Linked DNA regions of Anser cygnoides: all the other regions are linked to region 1. The links are chromatin contacts, called in public Hi-C maps. All regions are on one chromosome and are shown on one strand. Each heading gives the region's core, a stretch centred on a gene start, on an enhancer-like site or on the middle of the called end of the contact. The rest is flanking DNA. Distances are from core to core; before and after follow the strand shown. Region 1 overlaps LPP (LIM domain containing preferred translocation partner in lipoma). Region 2 has its middle 71 kb from the start of BCL6. Region 3 has its middle 48 kb from the start of LPP.

Region 1 (4,994 bases), core at 1,631-4,130:
CTCCCTACCTCTTTCCATCGAGTCCCTTGCTGTCCCCAACTTTCCCTATAACTGTTGGCCAGCGCTCCCTCTTTTGTTCCACACTCCCCGTTGCCGCAGGACAGGGCATGTAGGAAGTGATGCCCCATCGCTAACAAAGGTCACGGACGCACAGAGCTGGGTTACCACAACTGCCCATCTCCAAAGCACCTTCCCTGTAACACCACCAAAAAGCAAGCAGGGCAGAGGCTGGGTGGCTTGGATGCTGTGCTATAGAGCCGCTGTCCTTTGACGGAGCAGAGTCAGGATGGTAACCAGATTGTTGCACCCTGGTGGCATGTTGGGTGCTAAACACTTTGGTCTGTCCCCACATCATGACCCCAAGGCCCCAAAATATCCACTTTTAAGAATCTTGCTGCTTCATTTGCTTGACTTTGTACCAAACCAAGCCCCATAGGCATGTCTGTCAGCACAGGACAGCAGCAGGGGGGGAGTGGTGGGTCCTCCCTGTCACCAAAAAGCAGGCCGCGGATGTCCAAGCTGATGAGGCCAAGCTGTGGCAGTCGTGACAGGGTCCAGCCAGCAGCCTGAACAGAGGCGGTGTCAAAAAGGAGAAGGGTGAGGAGCACAGCAAAGGAGCGACTGAAGCTGCAGAGAAGTGACTAAGTCATGGACGCTGGGGTGCGAACTGATAACCTGAAGGAAAAGGTGGCAGAAATGCAGCGAGCAAAGCCAAAGCTAACCTAACCGAGTTCAAAGAAAGGCACTATGCTTTGGGCAGTCACAGAAATAATGAATTAAGGGGAAGGAAGAGAATGAACAGCAACCTTACAGGCCATGCTGGACATACTGGGAAACGGGCAGCAGCACCAGGCTGTTACTGACTGGGGAAGGGCCTGGCCATGCCTCAGGTCAGGGCACGGGGCAGGTGGCACCGGGGAGGTGACTGGCTCTTGTGGCTGGGTCACAGGGCCCTGCAAGGCACAGCACTCACATGCTCCAGCACGAGCTCTGGCCAGCTGCAAATCCTACGGGACTTAAATAAAACGTGGCTCTTAATCAACAGATTGAATGCTGAGAAACCTGAGCGTGAGGCGGCTGCCAGAACCCGCAGCCAGTGAAAGTTGTTATGCACCAGAAGACATGGCCAGACCAGGCTTAGAGTCTGAAATGACTGTGATGGGAGCAGCAAGTTTTCTCTTTTTAATGCACTGCTGTTTCCTGCACCGTGTGGTTACAGCAGTGCAGGTGACGGCGCAGCCGAATGGTGACACCACATACCACAAAGTCTAACTTCTCATGGCTCTTCTTGGGGCCGAATAGGTGGAAATTGACCATTGCTTTCATCTGATCAGTCTTAGCAACTTCATCTGGGTTGCTAAATGAGGTGCAGAAGTAGCAGAAGGATTGCCCCTCACTTGAAGGTGTTTCAGTCTCTCAAGCTCAGGGCTGGGCTCTAGCACCCAAAGCAAAGTGCAAGCCCTGTGCCTGTAAAAACGGGCTTGCAGGCAATAGTGTTTCATTAAACAGCAACTCGGCAGCTTGCACATGTGCTGTGTTTTGTAGTGTTAAAGTTTTAGGAATAGCAATGGTTGATGTAACCGGTTTGGAAAAGACATAGACTGGAAAGTTTCTCAGAGCTTTTGACAAAGGGGTTTGCAGTCATTTCCCTGTGGTTTCTTGTTTCTCACACACTTAGCAGAGGAGTCGCATGCTAGAGCTCTGTCAAAACCCTTCAGAGTCACTCTACCCTAGTTCCTAACACTGGGGTACCTAAAGCATGGCCCTGTGTAACACCCATTTCAAACCTTCTTCTGATTGTGGTAGACACAAATCCTTAATATCCTGCTTTCTTTGTGTCCTTCATTTTCCAGCCTTGGTTGGCTCTGGGCAGAATAGGGCTTCTGTGCTTTTTCAGCCAGGCAGGTCTTCTACTTTGGCCAGAGTTTCTGCTTTTTCCTGCTGAAGCCTTCTGCCTTCGGATAGGAACTTGTATCAATGGTTCAAAGGGCAGGATGTTCACCTCTAGAATGACTGCTGCACCAAGACCTCGCTGTCCTGTTTATATATCTACATTTTATTTCTGACTGTAGCCAAGGATGACAGAAAACTAGAAATGTATAGGCTCTTTTGAACTGCAAGATCTCAGCACCTTATAGCAGTTTAGGTGCTATAAGGTAATAGAGAGACGATATTGTTCTTGTTCTTCTAAATGCTGAAGGCTCTGCAGGATCTCTCTCATAGCCAGCCCCACAAATGGTAGATAATGCTGTTCATGCATGTAGCCAGCTCTGGATAAACCATGTCTAGTCATGCATCCCTGAGAGAGCATTTTTCAAAGGAGATGCAAAACAAAGTACTTGACCCCCTTGTGATCATTGCTGCCAATACACCCTAACGCTACCTTCCAGATCAAATTACAATTGTTAACATTCATTGCAGGGCACCATCTCCTAAGCTCTGGGCACCCCAAAACAGGCAAGAGCAGCTGGGTGCGCTCCTTTTGAAAAGCAGGTGCGCGGGCACATCTTCTGAATGTTGCAAGTATGCAAGAGAAAAATAACATTCCCTTTCTTGGAACTTGTTTTCAGCAGTTGAACATTTCACAAAGAGAAACTGTTAGTACAAACACTCAAAAGGTCAAGCTCTAAATAAACAGACAGACAGAGTGATGAAAGGGGTTAGTTGTTATTAATGAAGCTGAGATGATCACAAGTCAAAAAAAAAAGCAAAGCAGCAACGAAGACAGAGAGCTATGAGCACGCTAGAAATTTTGGCAAGATCACATGTGAAGATACAAAAAGCAAAAGTTGCATTCCCCAGCCTGAGATGTAACATGGCCCAAAAAATCCTCCTTCACTGTTCCCTGGGACTGTCAGCTACTTTGCGGCTCCTTTCACTGACTTTAGGAAGATAAACAAACTGGTTTTGCACTAGAAATGTGCACCACCTATCCCCACATGAATACTATACTCAAACTAAGGCAGAGGATGAAAACAAATCCAATTTGTATCTACTACACAAGCCTTATTTTATTTTCATGCACGAACAGGACTTCCCTCCAAATCAGGTGCATGTTTTCCCCTGACACACAGTACTGATAAAACCTGGCATATAGCTCATATGAGAAGAAATCTGTGCAGAGTCAATCACCAGCCACGGGAAGATGATGATGACAACATCAGAATAAAGATAATAATTGAAAAAAAATCATGGAAACTTCGATAAACTAAATCCTGCCCAAAGATTTCCTGTTTTATTGGTGTTTACTTTGGGGATTTGCTTGTTTACCAGCAATGTGGCAGTGTTACACTGAATATTAATACGTACTTTACAGAAAATAGAGAACTGTAGAAGCTGCAGAGCAGCTCTTGGCTCTGAAGCGAAATTCAGATCTGATTATGTATCCCAGTTTAGGACTAGCCCTCCTTATAATGAGCTGAGCCCCAAACATGAGCACAGTCGAAATTTGGCTCTGTAGTTCGTAGCTTGACCTTAGGTAAACCTCAGACAGGATCATTTGTGGTTCAGAACAAACAAACAAAAAAAAATCCCTTGATGTTTCTGAGTCATCACATTGCATTAGTTCAATTTTCAAAGGTGGATTTGTCTCAGTCGGTCAGGGAGCTTTTGGTGGGATCAGTAAGTGCTTCTTGGCTCAAAACCGATTCGGCACTGAGGACACGATGCGCACAGAGGGAAGACCTATCCGAAAACAGCCACGTGCTCATACCACGCAGGGCCTCATGTGCAGAGTTACACGCAGGTATTTGAACTGTTTGCTGCCAGTGCCCAGCTCACGAAGAACAAGGAGAGCACTTCCGACATTCCTGTGAACATTAAACAGTCGCTGAAAGGGCACGATGAACTCCTCCCTCGCACGACTGAGACCTCTGCGTGCGGTCTCACACGGTGTGGTACATCTTGTCCTCCTCCTGCTGGCACCCATCTGGAGCAGTGGCATTAGGGGACGAGTGGTGTGACAGGAGCAAACAATAGGGCAGACACACACACACCAACCGTCCCCGCTGCACGAGTGCCAGTGGCCCGGCACAAGTGAGCAGAAGGGCTCAACAAAGCCAGCAGCTCCCTAGCCACTGAATGACGATGAGAAAGTCTCAGAAAGGAAAGACTGGAACCTAAACAGCTCCCACACCGATGGGAAAATGAGCAGGTCTCTAGAGAGGCTGATTTGTGCACATGACACCAGTGGATTTGCAAACAACCCGGAAAAAGTGAGCCAAACATCTGTGGATATATGCAATGGCCTTCCACAACACACGGGACTGCAGGCACTGCTGAGTCTAACAGTCTTGGGGAAAAAAACAACAAATATATATATATATATATATATATATATATATATATATAAAGCAAGTGCTGCTGGTATTACAGATCAGTGTGCTGAGGAGACAGGAAAGGAACGAGCTGGGACTCACTGCTGCAAGAAATAACCAGGCCATACTCTGCTGGGTCACCAGAGCATGAAACATGATGGAGACCTGGCCCTGGCCTTGACCTGTTGCCTCGCTGTGTTGTTAAAACGTGAACAGCAAGGAAGGGAGATACTGGAGGTCGACCCTGCAAGGAGCAGAATGCTTTCAACAGAAGCCACCTAGCTGCACAAATTATTTATTGTATGTTAAGAGATGCAACGGAGGGAGATGCAGAGTGAGGAGGAGAGAACATGTACATTCATGAACAACATGTACATGTGTGTGGTGGTGGCAAGAAATGGAAAACAAAGAGAGCAAACCAGCAGGGCTGACTATGCCTTGAGCTACACTCAAAGCCTTTCTGGAGGTTTGCTCTTCCAGCGCCATCCACAGCAGCCATTGTGGGCTTGCTCACTTGCTAGGCTGCTGTAGTCTTTGGACTAAGACAAGGTAGGGATAAAAACTTAGATGCTGTGTAGAAATTGCTGCACCCTAATAAACAATACAATCAATCACCTTTTGCTAAGGAAGGCCGGTGACCTCCAGCAGTGCCCTTTCCCTTGTGATCTGAAACACGCA
Region 2 (4,994 bases), core at 986-3,485, 300 kb after region 1:
AGAGCATGTCCAGTTTAACTCAGCAAAGAGACTAGGCAGAAGTGAAAGAAGAATCCGTTTCTCCAGGGTTTGCTTTGCTGGAAAGGATGGCTGCTCTTAATTTACCTCCTTGAGAATGCTAAGGTCTCAAACCATTGAGGCATTTAAGCATGCTCTGACCTTTAAGCAGAGATAAGGCTCCTGAAGCCAGCACCGTTTTGCAGTAGGTTGCTCCCGAGCTCAAAGCTGAGCACATATTTAAAGACTTGTGCCATGGTCTAGGAAAAGAGTGTGTGCTTCTGGCTGCTGTGAGCACAGCTCCAGGACCAGGTCCTACGGGGCCACCCCAGCTCTGCTGCTGCCCCATGCTGCCACTCACAGCACACAACCAGCCTGCCTCCGAGGAGGTTTGGTCTCTAGAAGTGCCAAGCCCAGCCTGGCTATCACGGCTGGGGCACTGTCCCACCACGGGTCCAGAATAATGTATCTTCCCCTCTTGGCGCAACAGACAAGAAAGGCAGAGCAATCCCAGCAAGCGCGGTTAGCTCTCCGGAGGAGCCCTTGGGTCTAATCCACCCAAATTTGCAAGACCCAGCTGCACGCTCGCTGCTGACCTGGCGGCTTTCCAGCGTCCTGTGAATCAGGGAACACTGTGACTGCCACTCAAGGACAGCAAACTGTTCAGACCATAATACCATATTCCCATCTGGTGCACCGAAATGCATGGATGCCCATGGACGTGTTATCCTTCATTCCCTCTATAACAGAGCATGCAATAGAGAGTTTCTCTTAGGAGCAGCAGGGCATGCGAGCACAGTCAGGGAATGTCACCGTGTGTCTTGAAAGTGTAAAATGTAGGGCTGAGTGCTAAGGATTAATTATTACAGCTGCTTAGTGATGCTAGAGGGTTTTAATGTTATTATTTCTGTGTGTTATCTCAGGCAGGGCCATGGCAACAAGAAGACAAGAGGACCACCTGCCTGAGCCATGCTAAATGAGGGTTTATATATTGATTACCAAAGGCACAGGGACAAAATGCGGGGGAATGTGAGTCCTGACTGGGCTGGGCTCCCCAGCAGCTTGCAGCAGGGATCTCCATCCTCTGCGTTCACACATTCTGGGTCGGAGCTGTGCAAAGATCCCAGTGCAAAGCAGGCTGCTCGCCTTGAAACGAGTAGCCAAAAATGGCCAGCTGACAGCCTGGCCCTGCAAAGACATTGATTGCATCAGGACTTTGATCCACCAAAACACCACTGGTAGTGTGCCTAAATCTTAGTGGTGTGAGCAATTAAATGAGCCCAGAGGGAGCTGGAAACTGTGCAGTACTGCTCCTTGAATACCAACTCAACCTGCAGCAAAGTTGGAGTAACATGCTCCTAGGTGTGAAAGGGCAACATATTTTTTAGTATTATAAGATTCACAAAGCTAGGGAGAATTTTGCCCATGTGCTGAAGGAAGTTTAATAAAAGTCTAATTAAGTGCCTCGATCTAGATTTAGATGTTCTCACTTCTGGTGTCTGAGCTTGAAGCTGTTAGTCATTAATACTCATCTCAGGTAACCTCCACCACCCTCAGCCCCTCACCTGACGCATGCACGCACTTGAGAAAGATTGCTGATATCCTCCCTGAAAACTAATGAAATCACAGAGCGATATTTTGATTTCAAGGGCATCAAAGTAATGCAAAATAATGATGGAATAGGGAGGCTCTGATACCACCGCCACAGCTCAGCTCTTCTTGTCTATAGATCTGGGAGCATTTTGTGAAGGAGATCAGAATCGCTGTTCCTTTGCTCCCATCAGAGAAACTGAGGCATGGAGCATTGAAAAAGTGACTCCTGCAGATCTGGGATAGAGTCCAGGCTTGAAGCCAGCTGTCCCAGCCTCAGGGTAACGCAACCACTGTTGCCCACAGCTCTCTCTGGAAGGAGGGATGGGATTTGGCATGGACAGGAGGTCTCTGAATGTGTTTGCGTGTGTTTGTCTATGGGTACACAAGTTTTACGGATAGAAGGCTACCAGACACAATAACAAACAAAGAGGAAATCAATTCTGTCTTCAGCCAGGAAAGCAGGTCCCACTTTAGCTGTTTGGAGTTTAAAGGGCAGCGGTGGGCACAGGGAAATGCTTTGTAAGGGCTGGAGTAGTAACCAGATTTTTTTTCATGAGATTATTTAACAATATTTGTGGTTCTTGTTTGCTGTGCAGGAGATTAGGCAGAAAAGCCTGATCCCCTCTTTGTCCTTTACAGCAGAGGAGAGTGCTCCAGACCCACAGACAGGGAGAGCCTGGGGCTGGGGCCTCCACAGTAATTCAGGAATTACCGAACTTCAGCAGGAAATGGTGCTGTACGTTTCAAAAGAGTCTACTGGGAAGCGGAGGGATCATCAGCAAATCTTCTCTGTGTGGGGCTGCGAGTTTACTGCTAAACAACAGAAGGCACGGGGCTCTTAAGGTTATTAATAAAAGCAACGAACGTTTCCTCTGCTTAATAGCCTGAGTGTGTCCAAGTTTTGTTATGGGAAGAACGCCATGCCCTGGTGAGGGTTATGACAGGGCTCCCCTCTACATGCCGAGATACTGCTGGGTCTAGGAAAGGATTACCCGCTCCCCAGAGATGTTGTGGGTTGCCAAAAGCCTGAAGCTTAAGTAATCAAAAATCTCTTTCCCCTTCTCCCCCTTTCCTTTCAGGCTGGCTATGCAGAGCCTCTGGAGTATGCATGGCCAGTACTCCCAGAGCCTGCCCCACAGCCCCACAACCCCACAACCCCACAGCCCCATGGCGATTGCTCCAGCCGGTGCTGGGGGTCGGGATGCACCAGGGACAAGCAGAGCTGGAGGGAGGTGCACAGCACAAAGCAATGAGCTGCGGTCACAGCCGCTGGCTGTCCGTGGGCTTGCAGCCTCTCTGGGTCTCGCAACAACTCTCTCAAGATGACTGTGCTGGTAAGAAGTGTGATATCAAGAGCCGTGAGGCTTCGCCCCTGGAAGGTTGTGGGCATTAAGGCTCCAGGTTTGCTTCAGAGAGCTCCTCCCCTCCTCCCTCAGGAGCACTATGACTGAATAAATGACAACGAGCACAGTCTCTCAGCTAGTTTGTAGTCAGGGAAACTGAGGCACAAAGAAGGTGATTCACGCCATAGCTATCTACCAGTCAGAAACTAGCTTAAGGGACAGAAGCCAGGAGAAAAGCCTTTGCAAGACAACACCATTTTCCCTAAACAAAGTCACCACATTCTTACAGTGCTCAAACTTGGGCACCCAGCGCATGGCAGCAGGGGCCGGCCTACCTTGTATCCTCGTGCTCCTTGTGTCCTGTCATCGGTTTTAAGGCTGCTGGACATCCACCATGGAGGCCAGAAGAGTTCTGGTACCTTAGGCCTTATTGCCAAGGCTTCTTGGTGTTGGTGCCAGCCCAAATCCTGGCTGATGCCAGAGCTGACACCAGTACAAATGCTCCAGTGCTGCTGGCCGCCTGTGGAGCGCTGCCCTCAGGCCTACCCCCTACCAGTGCTTCTGCAAGATGGATATTTGCACCTGAACAAGAGCAGAGCCTTCAGAAATACGCCCAAATGCAAGCAGGGCCTTTGCCAGCAGTGGAGAATCCACCATGGCCTCCAGGGCTGTGGTTAATTGGCCTCCTGACAGCAAGGCACCTTAGGCCTAATCTGCACTGGTCTGGCTTCAGATAGCGGCCACTGGATCTTGTGTTGCCTCTGACAGCCAGGCAGGACTCATGTTGTCCATGTCCTGTGTCACAACACCTCCCAGCAGGGCTGCCCCGGGGCCTTCTCCTTCCAGCAGGCCGAAGCCTGCGGGGGATGCAAGCCACATGGCAGCGTACACATGCCCTGATGCACGGCTTCAGTTTGACTTCCTTGCCTGTATTTATTCCATTTTCCTAGAAAGCCTGTTTCAGTGGAGGCTTCCTGAGCACAGCAGGTGGTGTGTGTGTGCACATGTACGTGTGGGTACACCCCACTGTGGGGCAGGGGGATCCGGATAACCGGTCCCCACCATTACCACTGGCACTGCCACAGCTCGCTGCATCCACACGGTGTGGGCTGGGGGGATCTCGGCATCTGTGGAATGAGCATCTGGGAATGTGCATCTGATCCTCAGACCACGTGGACGGGGGGCTAAAAATAATAACCAACTGCTGCTCCATTCCTCGGCAGCATCTGGGGGAGTTTGTGCGGGGAGGAGCAGCCATCAGCCCCTAAAAGTACCCAGCAGCATCCCCATGCTTTGCAGCCTGGGCTTATGCATGTAAAAAGGTTCAAAGGCTATAGGATATATTTTTTTTTATTTTTTTTATTTTTTTTTTTTTTTCTTAGGGAGGGATATGCAGTGAGTTTTCTACCTCACCCACCTCCTGTTGGTGTGGGCTGTTAAAAGATGCCCTGGTTTTGCACATGCAACCTCACTTGGCCTTTGCAGAGGAGCTGGCACAAGTGCCCCCTGTGTCAGGGAAAAGGACAGCATTACAAAAGGAGGGCTGCAAAGATCGTCCATGAGAATATGGGAGGAGACCCCATTTTGAAAGCAGTCAGTGCCTTCCCCTGCTGCAGAGCTAGGCAGAGCCTGGCTGTGGCAGGTTTGCAAGGTCTCCAGGTGGGAATATTTGCTGCCTTGCCAATGCATTTTTGCACTTCTTTCGATCCTTGGCTTTAGCAGTGCCACTCTCTCTGTGGTGGCACAGACCTACTGTAGGCTACAGAGTCAGAGAAGAGTTGCCTTTGGTAACAGCTTTGTTTAAACTTGCCTGTTCTAGAGTTGTTGTGGGTTTTTTTGTTTGTTTCTTTGCTTGTTTTTTTTTTCTTTTTTTTTTTTCCCTGTCCTAATAAAAAATAGCTTTTCCCAGAGATTGCTTTCTGCAGGTAAATACCATTTACTTGCAGCAACCAAGAAACAGCATCAGCATATGGATCAGCTGCTGTGCAGCTAGGGGAGAAAAACTCAGGAGAATCCAGCCCAGACTAAACCTGGATTCATTTTGGTCCTCTGCAGGGACTG
Region 3 (4,994 bases), core at 1,686-4,185, 270 kb after region 1:
CCAAACCACACCAAGCAGCGAATAGGTTGGGTCTTACAGAATCAGATATTTCAGGCAAGTTTACTCCTCATTCACAAATCCAAGCCAGTTCTTCAGGCAAAACAAGTAGTACAACCATGACTTCAGGTCATTTGTGACCTTGGCCTTATTTGAAACAAATGAGCGCCAAACGCTTACAGATTCTAAGTCTTATCCCCAAACATCCAAAACCTCATTTTGTTTGCTTGGTATTAGAAAAGTTTGTTGTTTTTTTCCTTTCCAAACAAATCCTTCCTGCCTTGGACAAACTGACATTGTGCACGCCCTTGAGCATTAAGAAGCAAGGCAGAGTGTTCCTTTCTCATTACATGGCTTGGCTTATCAGCCCAGCAAAGGTTTGGGTTTCAGGCGTGGCTCCGTGCCAGGTGTGACAGACCACTTGCCATTCACACAGCACCGAGGCAGGGAGCACAAAGCAGGGCTTACAGACTTTGTTATCACAAGCTCCAGGAAGCCACGCTCCCACCTGCTGATCCTAACAGACAAGCAAACAGCCTCTAACCCCAGAAGATGGATCAGGAGGAATTCAATTATATTTAACAGGTTGATTGAGAGATATCTTGTGATTTGCCCACTGGAAATAGGAACAGATCCTCAGCTGCTGTACTTTGATTTCGCTGCTCTATGGCCAAAATCCACAGAGGAGAGGGACCGATAGAACTGGGACAAGATGTTTGCTCTAACGTATTATCAAGAACATTAATGCAGAGAATTTATCTTCTAAATAGATTGGACATTATTTAAAAGTGAAGAACCAGCAAGAAGTTCATTCCTGGACAGGGTGATGAGCTGATGTGCTAGATAATGCCACAGAAGAGAAACTCCATCCCAGGTTACCTATAAAAGCATGACCACCTTGAACCAGTGAGATGGCCTGTTAGTGTACACTACTAATAAAAAAACAGCAACGCATCTACCACCTATGGGTTTGGGAACTGCATGTTGCATATACATAAGCATGCAAAATACCCTACCTGTGAACTGTTTTCATTCGTTTCCTAGCAAAAATTGGCTCCTTATACTGTCTGGATGTTCAACAAAACCCATGAGATGTTTTACCATGTTTCCTTGTGCCACTTCAGACCTCATGAGCTTACTGCTAGGATCCTTCAGAATATGCATCTCCAGCAGGATTTGCAGTGAACAATCCCATAAAACTAGTGCCCCATTGGCATGATCAAGTAGCCAAATCAAATTTTGTCTGTAGTGGATTGAAACACGGTGCCATTGGCCAAGGGGTCACCTCTTTCCCCCAGAATGTCAACTCTCAGACAGCAGCAAGGGAGGGAAGGAAGAAGAGAAGTTCCTACAGGTGTGGAGCATGAGTACAGGCTTTGAAAGGGCAGTTAAAAATGTTCCCCAAAGCATTCAGCAGGTACAAGAGCTCAAGTCACTTTTTCATACATTAGGTGCTGAAGTGGCTGTCCTGATCACAGAAGCACAGCACCTTGAAGTCCTAGAGGTGTTTATCACCAAACTAATCCCACAAGTTAGAACAGCATTGCTATTTCCATTGTACTGCGAGGGAACTGAGTCACTGCACTGACGTAACTTGCCTGAGGCAGAAGATGAAGTCTGGGACAGAACAGAGAACTGAGCGAGAGTCCCTCAAATTCCTGGTATGCACTCCAAGCCCAGACCATCCCCATAGCCCATTATATTTGTGAAAACATCTGAGAGGGCTTTCAGTAGAGAGTAAGGTTTTTACTTGCTTGAGCACACACAAGTGCCAGCCATGCCTATCTGGGTGAGTCTGCTGCAGCAGGACAGCATGCCATTGCATCACAACCCAAAAACATGCTGCAAAGCCCACAGGAAGAGAACCTGGTGCCAGGCACGGGACTGCCTGGCAAGCTACAGGGAGCTGAGGAACCTCCAGCACAAGCAGCATCATGCAGCACCTGATCCAAAGCCCAGCAGCAGCCACTGTCTCTAGAATGCTTTCAACACACGTGTTTTAATGATCACTCAACATGAGAGGTATTTGCAAGAGATCTGGTTTTCCATGTAATGAGGTCCAGCAGGTGAGGAATAGCAGTTAGATTTTGCACTGCTCTGCACACTCTGAACCAAGCAAACCAGGACCTTAAAGGCATAAATCCTAGCCCTCTGTTCTCCCTTCCAAGATGGAGCTTAACTGTTAAAAATCCAGCTGCAACATAATGCTCAATTGAAGGTGCTGAATGCATTGGACAGCTGAACTTCGTAGAAATGCTCACCAGGACTTGGAGAAGCTCTCCATCTGTTCAAAGATGAGTCAAGAGATGACAGTGCTCCATCTCCAGCTAACTCCAGCGATATCTTGAAGTTGTTTTACCTGGGTAACAGTGAACATTGGGTGGAAACCCTGTTGAAACTGATGGAAGTCATTTAGCACACTTGAACTCAGTTCTCTAGCAAGAGAGCATTAACCATGAGGCACCAGGGTGGGCTATGGTAGCTGTATTTTACAAAGATAAAAAACACTGAAGTTTGTGCAGCTGGAAAATGAATGTAGTCATTGCACAAAAACCAGCCACCACTGGCAGCAGCAGAGAGATAAAAGTTGCTAGAATTTGATTGCGCTCATTATTAAAACTTATCTTTAACCATCTCTGTCTATTGATTTCTAGCCAACTATTAACTAGCAATGACCTTAGCAGCTTGAAAATAACTGGGGAAGTCAAGTAAACAAAGGGGAACCCAGCTGCATACAAAGAACCAAGATATTTACAGAGACCCTCTTTGCTTCTGCTCATTGCAATAAACTTGAGCTGGGTATTTTTCCATTTAAACATCTGAGTCAATGATCCAAGAAGCTGAGGGTGTGGACAAGGAACTGAGTATAAAGAGGAGCAAAAGGAAGGAATAGGAGCTAATTGCAATTGTTTCTAGAGTCTTGAATTAAAATAATCTGAGGTAAAGTCAGAAGACAAAGGTTTATATTTTGGGAGTTAAGTTCCACCGCCTGTAAGCCTTCTCATATATTAAGCAGAAGCACTAGTTATACACAGGTCAGTTTTACTTTCCTGATATACCATTATACTGTACCTACTGCCAAAGAAAGACACCATCTTTTAAAAGTCTGATGAAAGTGAGCATCAGGAGTCCTAGAATGAGAAACCAAGTATTTAATCTCTCACGTTTTATCATCAATACCCAAGCCATTCCAGGCATCAGCATTCCTCTTTCCACAATTCAAGAATTTACATCCTGTGTGACTTCACTTCACCAGCACATCTACCCTGGTGTCCCCCACACTTCCCTTCACACAGTGCTCCAAGATCCCCTCTGCAGGCCCTATGACCTGCCCCTTTCCCAGCCCATGCTTCCAGGACTGATGACATCCTCCAAACTCTCCCCCCTTTCCAACAAGATCAGCTCCTTCCCATGTCCTGTAACTACCAGCAGAGCAAGAAGCAGCTTTTGCTATGGCATGTTTCAGGCTGGGTGCCAGCTGGACGCTCATCCAACTGGCCAAGCAGTATCTAACTTCTGATAACTCCCACAATCTCGTACACAGGGCACACTATTGCCTGATCATTGATTTTTGCAAGAAGCTTTTAGAAACAGGGTTGTTTGAGACTTCAGCTTCCTTGTTTACAATGTTTGAAGAAGGTCAACAAGTTCTTTTTTTTGAAGGAATACAATAGAAACTACCAGTATTACTGTTCGGGAAATAATTAACATTCTTACACACCACTTTCTGCACTACCTCATTTTTGGCCTTACGATCAGAGCAATAGTTCCTAAGAAAAATCTCAAAATCCTGGAAAAACCTTGTTAGCACGTAAGCCTGTTGGATCTAATGGCCACTCTCTGCAAGAGGGAAGTCCAAAATTGGGCCAATTTGTGGTGACTGTACAGATCAGAGTGGGAAATTCTGGAGAAGCGTTGGAGCATTGGGTTTCAGAGGTCAAGTGTGGGTCTGTTTCTCCTTGGAGAACAGAGGTGGGGGCATTCACATATCCAAGTTCACACAGGGCATTGTCATCTGTAATGAAGCAAGAACCACCAAGGTCTATTTAGTCATAGTCCCACACTACAGAAGATGATCTTGCAAAATCCTGGTGCTTCCAGTTTGTGGGGAAATCCTTCAGAAGAGCTTTGTGTGCTCTCATCCTCACCCTAGAGGATCTAGAACTGCCAGTGCAGCATGAATGAGCAAAATCATTTGAGACCAGAAGAGGAAGCTATCCAAGTTCTTCTGATTTCCAGACATCTGGACTTCAGTAAAATATTTTTGGCAATTCAGCCATCCACACAGATGACTTTTTGGACTGACACTCTGATGACCCTTCAGCCATCCAACCTTCACACTGAACTTCGTAACTGTTGACCCAATTTGGTCATATCTAAAGGACCAGTAGAAATTTTGGCAGCAAGAAGTATCCAGCGTTTGGAAGAACCCTGGAAGTAGACATAAAGACCCAGATGAGGTCCCTGTTGTGGAAAGGCCTATGCTACACAACCCTTTGGAAACAGGGTGTATGTCCTGCCTGTCCAACAAGCACTTGCACGGTTCTGTCCCTCTACAGCATTACGTTATCTTCTGTGCTGTAGAGTCACAGGAAGAGCCATGTGAAAAGAGCTGGGGTTGTTATGGCAGAAACAGAAGTAGGATGAAAAGGCCAAAGGACAAAAATCCACAGGAGACTGCAGTAACTCTGGTGTTCAGGAAACAACAAGGCTCTTTCCCATCCCTTCATCTTCTTCCTGTGAAGGGTGAAATTACCCACCCTAAAGACAGGAAGACACATACACCTCCCTCACCAGAAGAGGCACAGTGTTATAATAGCAGGGCTATTTTTTCCCCAGGAAAAAGGATGAAATCAGCTATTTACACTGGACAAATTACAAGCTCTGGAAAGCACATGAGGCACACAAAGAGAGCAGTTGTATCACAAATAAATATATGGTGGGGGTTAAACTTATTGATTAGCTTTGTAAACGCAGTTGCCCAATCAATAGCAATT

Evidence for each region. Hi-C and Micro-C count contacts between places; a contact is called where the count stands out from the background.
Region 2: a Hi-C map of liver shows a contact between it and region 1, with 11 times the contacts expected there. The contact joins two enhancer-like sites. A contact is called at or near these places in 2 of 7 Hi-C or Micro-C datasets (both in liver).
Region 3: a Hi-C map of liver shows a contact between it and region 1, with 7 times the contacts expected there. The contact joins two enhancer-like sites. A contact is called at or near these places in 2 of 7 Hi-C or Micro-C datasets (both in liver).

Annotation. Positions count from the first base shown.
Region 1 is chr9:15,968,286-15,973,279 of Taihu_goose_T2T_genome, forward strand. The region is part of intron 8 of LPP (LIM domain containing preferred translocation partner in lipoma); the gene reads right to left. Among named protein-coding and RNA genes, the nearest start is that of LPP, 220 kb to the right of the region's middle. Within about 2 kb of position 2,881, at least 1 of the 3 cell types and tissues checked has open chromatin away from gene starts, as enhancers often do. A contact at or near this core is called in liver, where this site is marked.
Region 2 is chr9:16,267,041-16,272,034 of Taihu_goose_T2T_genome, forward strand. It overlaps the pseudogene LOC136791464. Among named protein-coding and RNA genes, the nearest start is that of BCL6, 71 kb to the right of the region's middle. Within about 2 kb of position 2,236, at least 1 of the 3 cell types and tissues checked has open chromatin away from gene starts, as enhancers often do. A contact at or near this core is called in liver, where this site is marked.
Region 3 is chr9:16,238,301-16,243,294 of Taihu_goose_T2T_genome, forward strand. No RefSeq gene overlaps it. Among named protein-coding and RNA genes, the nearest start is that of LPP, 48 kb to the left of the region's middle. Within about 2 kb of position 2,936, at least 1 of the 3 cell types and tissues checked has open chromatin away from gene starts, as enhancers often do. A contact at or near this core is called in liver, where this site is marked.